Regions from separate parts of the Mus musculus genome. Here region 1 is linked to region 2. The links are chromatin contacts, called in public HiChIP or PLAC-seq maps. All regions are on one chromosome and are shown on one strand. The core of a region is the stretch at or near the end of the contact, and the rest is flanking DNA. Distances in the headings are between cores, read along the strand shown.

Region 1 (3,010 bases), core at 122-2,621, 37 kb before region 2:
ACAACCGTCTGTAATGGGATCTGGTGTCCTCTTCTGGTGTGTCTGAAGAGAGCACTGGTGTACACATATACATAAAATAAATAAATGAATCAAGAAGAAGAAGAAGAAGAAGAAGAAGAAGAAGAAGAAGAAGAAGAAGAAGAAGAAGCAGCTGCTGCTGCTGCTTCGGCGGCATCTCAGGCTGAAAACCACCTGCTGTGTAAGCACGAGGACGCAAGTTCGGTCCCCAGAACCTGAGTGGAAAGTTTCAGGTCTGTGATTCCAGTGCTGGGGAGATAGAGGCGGGCATTTTCAAGAGTTGCTGGCTAAACCAATCTACCTGGCAAGCTCTAGGCCAGTGAGAGAACCTGTCTCAAAAACACATAAACAAAAAACGGTGGCCAGCATCTATGAAACCACAGTTGATGTTATCCCTTGTCTCCACATGCGTACACGTATTGCACACGTGCATGTGTGTGTTACACACACAATTCATATGGTCAGATGGGTGAATAAACGTATGGAATCACATATGACTAATGTAAAAAGCCTGGAATTTGACCACTGATGGTGGTTATTTTTAAAGGGGAGGAAGAGGAGAGGAGAGAGAGAGACCTTGAAGCCATGCATAACCTTGAATTTAAACTTGCCCTTTGCTTTTGGTTACTGGGAATTTTTCACCCAGTCAATTTGATGGAGCTGAGCCTCAGTTATTTTCTCTGTAAGGCAAACATAATAGTTCATAACTTGCAATACTGCATGAACTAAGGAGACAATGAAATGTAAGTGCAGGGCACAATCCCTGGAGTCTAAAAGACAAGTCGACAGTAAACAATATTATTCTCTGTAGCTCCCAATACGGGACAACCTAATCTTTACCAACTAGGAAATCACTAGCAGCCTTCTCAAATCACACGGAGCACAACACACCCTTCTGAAATGAATGCGCTAGTTGCACGTGGAAACAAAACAAAAGCACGAGGGATCAGAATTGAATTCAGCATCAACACGAGCCCAGTTGTCACCTTTGAAAACAGCTCTAAGCACCGCTCCGCTGGCCGGTGTGGTTTCCGTCTACCATGAGCACCACCTTTGCAGGTAGCGGTCGCCGCAAGTGCTGAGCGCTAATACTGCGGCTACAATTTATGTGACAGCATCCCAAGGGCTCGCCCCAGACAAGTCAGACAGGATCCCACCGCCTCGCTTCACAAGAGGCGAACAGGATCCCACTGGCTCACCACAGGGCAAGACGGATCGGATCCTACCTGCTCACCCCACCAGAGGTCGTGGGTCCGCATAACCCGGAGCGGCTGCTTGACACCGGAGCTGCAGGTTACCTGTCTCAGCTGCGGTGCTGCTGCAGCTACACTTCCGCAGACTCCGGGTTACCACGGGCTACCAGGCAAACACTAATTGCGTCATCAACACGCGCCAGGGTCGGCCGCTTCCCCCTCCCACCCCCTGTAGGCCAGTTCCTCGGCCGCTACTGCGCAGGCGCAGGGCTGCTAGTGGCCACGGTATCAAGACTCCAGACGCGTGAACTACACGCACGCCTCACTGAAATACAAATGTGTCGTTTTTGCCTTTGAGACAGGTCTCTCTGTGTAGTTCTGAGTGGTCTGGAACCTACTATGTAGACCAGGCTGGCCTCGAACTCAGAGATCAGCCTGCCTCTGCTTCCTGAGTGCGCTGTTTATTCTTCATTCCACATTTCTGAAGCATATGATTGGACTTTACATATTCATCCCAGCACAGTGCCTTAAATAAGATCATACTATGCGCCATACAGACAGTTACAGTATCTGCGGCTACAAAAGTGGGCCAGTTGTGCTTGCCTTTGTAGAGACAATCTTTGGTTGAGAAAGCAAGTTCTGAATAGTTCAACAGAATATTCCCTTTTTAAAAATTCATTTAGTATGTGGGGTGGTGTGTAATTGTATGTATGTCTAGGTACACGAATGTACAAATGGACCCCCTTGGAACTGGAGCTGCAGAGATAGTTGTAAGCTACCCCGTGAGTGCTGTACACCAAACCCAGGTCTTCTGCAACAGCAGCCAATGCTCTTAACCACTGAGTTAAGCTGCACCACATCAGCTAATTCTCGTATGGATGTTCTTAGAGGTACACATATGGAAGTAAGTCTCTGAAAAATGGAAGGAAGTCAGAGCCACTTCACTACAGGAGGTCTAATACCCTCTGAGGAGACTCATTTAACTGGGAAGAGAGGGGAAGGCTATAAAGACCTGCGAGCAAAGCAGCTAGAAGGATCAGAAGCACCTAGTACATGCAGCTTGTGGCGCCCTTGAAGAACACAGGGTGAAACCAACAAGGCCCAAAGGCCCCATCCTGCAGCACATTTCTGGGCCACTGTAAGCAAGGAGCGTGGATTCTGTCGCCAGGGAAGAGTGAGTGACAGGAACTAGTTTTGAAACGCAGAGCAGGCTGCTGTGTGTGCTGGGCATGAAGCACACAGAAAGAAGGGACTGGTGAGATGTGATGGAGAAAAATGGATACATATAAAAGGTAATTTGGAAATTGATGTGACAGGTGGGAAGGATTAGATAAAAGTCTAGACAAAAAAAAAAGTTACTGAAAGTGAGTGCTAGAATAGATTTGTTGAACTCTATAGTGAGAACCAGGTTTGTTCCATCTTTCAATCCTGACTTCTTTGCCTTCCTGTTACCCAACACTGTAGGACCACACACACACACACACACACACACACACACAGTTTCCCCTTTCCGTAACTCTTTCCTTCTTGGACTCCTTATGTTACCATCCCCAAGCCTTCAGCAGGCTTGCAATTCTAAGAGGAGAGGCATGTGAGGAGGCTAAGGAGAGGGGCTCTCCTTCCCTACTACTCGTTAGTTCATTTTGGCCACTAAAATGCTGGCCTGTGTGTAACACCCTACCAATCTTAAAAAGAAATGGTTATAAAAATATCTGTCCACACAAACTCTCCCAAACCTTTTTAAAAGATTTTAAAAATTGTTAAAATATGTATATGTGGGGATCCATGCCCATGAGTGC
Region 2 (2,700 bases), core at 140-2,639:
CGTCAATTCTCCAACTCTATGTTCATGGGCATAGGTTGACTCTTGCTTAAATTGTATGACTTTTGATTGGGTTAGGAGGGCATCGGGGATCTAGGGCCTCCCTCCTCAAACACCAACCAGGGTTTCAGAGTTCATAATAGGTGGTGTTTATTTTGACAGAATGAGGACACATTCCTTAAATCACTCTGGCAGGCATTAAATAGTCTCTGTTATATTTTGTGCCTCACAAAATCCTAAGTGGTCAGGAAAAGAACACACTGCCAGGACTTATCCCTTACCCAACCCAATTCTTGTACTCCTCTTACTGGCCCCCCACTGGAACATCTAAGTCAAGTCTCTGCTCTCCACATTTGGGGGGGTGAGGGGAAACATAGGGGCGGTGAGGTTTTAATGTGTCCCCCAAATTTCCTCTACATAGGAATGTGTCTCCAAATCCTATGCTCAGGAATTTGGGTGGCATCTGGGATTAGATGAGGTCATAGTGTGGAACCCCCAGGATTCAGTTTGCACCTTTTAAAGAAGAGACACATGACTCAAGCTAGCATGTTTGGTTTAGCACACATCCTGTGCTGTCTTATTATTCAGCATAGATTTTCTCGAACAAGAGGGCCCTCACATGATGCCGAGCTGATACTGGTGCTGTGACCTTGGACTTCTCAGCTTCTAGAATTCTGAGCTAAATAAACCTTATTCTTCATAAGTCATCTGATCTTAGGTATCTTGTAGTATTGACCAAGGCATTCAGCGAGCAAGAAATGAGCCCACTCTACAAGTACATATTATATCAGGAATAGCTGAATACTACAGAGAAATGAATATTGGCAAGGGGTTGAAATCCCAGGGATATCCCAGACACAACCATGTCCTGTAGTTTTCTGAGTCAGGGGCCTGGCCTTTACTGAGCTTTTCTTTAGGCTTTAAAGGTATCCTATAGACTATGTTGATATCATTATTCATTTCCACTAGGGAAGATCATTGGGGGAAACTGGCATCATAGTCAGAAAATGCTGGGGCTGGAGAGATAGCTTTGCTGCTCTCACAGAGGACCCAAGTTCAGTCCCCAACACCCACATGAGGTGCACAACTGCCAGTAACTCCATGTCCAAGGAATCAAATCTCTGGCCTTCCAGGCATTCCCATTCACACACACATACCCACACAGAGACACATTCATACACACAATTAAAAAGAAACTACTGTCTCTGCTGGAAATGACATGATTAGTATGATGACATCATCTATGACAACACCCAGGAGAGGAAGACTAGGACAGCATTTCCCAACAACAACACTCCTAAATTTTGTGTCCCAAGTACCAACTTGTCCTGACATAGCTCCATTAAGCAACTCTCTGAGGTCCTTATCGATCACAGTGACAGTAGCACTGGGAGTAGGTTTCAACTGCAGATTTTCTGCCCCACCCTTGACTTACTGAACCAGAAACCCCAGGGCAGACCTTACCAAGCCACATTTTAACAGGCACAGTGGGTAACTATAATCCAATGGTGCTTAAGAGTCACTCACACCTAGACTACACTTATGGAAACAGTATTTCTGAAGTACAACTTCTACTTTGTAGTTTTTTAAGTCACTTTCTCTCCTGAGCTGTGCTACATACAACATTGCGAATCAAGGTGACATGCTATACATACAAAACAAAGCAAACAACAAAGCTAAAACAAATGAAGATTCTTGCGGTTAGAGAGTTAAGGGAACCTGAGGCTCATGGAGCCAGTGAGCACTGAAGAAATAGATTGTGGTGCATAGTGAGTGTATCTGTGACCTTAGCATTCTGAAGACAGAGGCCAAGAGGATCATGAACTTGAAGGGATTAAAAAGAGCCCATGTGCCATTTCTTCCATCCTTCTGTGATCTCTCTATTTTGGTCCTCACTATTGTTCATAAATCTAAATAATACTGACACTAAGAGGTTTCTGCCTGGAACTCTTAGACCAACAGAAGACAGGATAGCGAGGTGATATTGACATGTTGAAATCGCTAACAAACATCTCCAAGGTCTGAGCCATAGCTTTCTTTAAATGAAGGTTAGCATTTTAATTCAAGGCTTTCCTCTTTAACAAGAATAAAAGACCACACAAGGTTGGAAAACAATCACCTCACATGCTCGCTCTCTCTCTCTCTCTCTCTCTCTCTCTCTCTCTCTCTCTCTCTCTCATGATCTGGCTGCTGTTTCCAGTGCTGTGTAGAAAGGCCCAGGTTTGCTGGTTGTACCAGAGGAGTCACTGGCTTGTAATTCAGGGGTTTTGTGTGGATTGGTGGTTTCATGACCCATACTGCCACCTCCTGGGGATTTCTCCATGGCCAGCTGTGTCATTAGCCTCAGGGTTCCAAACCAAAGAGCATAGGTTATGGTCTCCACCTGCTCTGTTTTCAAGGAGCTAAAATCAGGATGATGGTGACCATTTAAAGAGTCATATGCAGAAAATTAAAAACATTCTTACTGCACACCAACCAAGAGAGAAAACGCATAAGGGATTACTATTTTCTTGTTTTAAGATAGAATCTCAAGAAGTGCGAAGCTGACCTTGAACTCACTATGTAGCTGAGAATGACATTGAACATCTAGTCAGCTGTCTCCATTTCTCCAATACTAGCATTGCATGCACCATCGTGCTATGTTTGTGAGGTTTTGGAAATCAAACCCAGGGCTTTGGGTATATTAGGCAAGTCTTTTACCAG

The links. HiChIP or PLAC-seq counts read pairs in DNA pulled down with a chosen protein or histone mark.
Region 1: a contact with region 2 is called in an H3K4me3 HiChIP or PLAC-seq map of bone marrow-derived macrophages, with 2.5 times the contacts expected there. The contact joins the promoter of Aopep here to the enhancer-like site in region 2. A contact is called at or near these places in 5 of 39 promoter capture datasets (the C10 cell line, embryonic stem cells, hematopoietic stem and progenitor cells and 1 more), 10 of 484 Hi-C or Micro-C datasets (the C10 cell line, the N1E-115 cell line, bone marrow-derived macrophages and 7 more), 5 of 115 datasets of contacts at active chromatin or transcription factors (CD8 T cells, the HPC-7 cell line, the SCID.adh cell line and 2 more) and 2 of 9 other capture datasets (adipose tissue and liver).

What each region holds. Positions count from the first base shown.
Region 1 is chr13:62,963,254-62,966,263 of GRCm38.p6, reverse strand. Aopep (aminopeptidase O) reads right to left here and starts at 1,371. Exons shown (of 16, transcript NM_001289926.1): 1 at 1,245-1,371.
Region 2 is chr13:62,926,255-62,928,954 of GRCm38.p6, reverse strand. No RefSeq gene overlaps it. Among named protein-coding and RNA genes, the nearest start is that of Gm40981, 9.8 kb to the right of the region's middle. Within about 2 kb of position 1,389, at least 19 of the 459 cell types and tissues checked have an H3K27ac peak or open chromatin away from gene starts, as enhancers often do. A contact at or near this core is called in the N1E-115 cell line, the SCID.adh cell line, bone marrow-derived macrophages and 1 more, where this site is marked.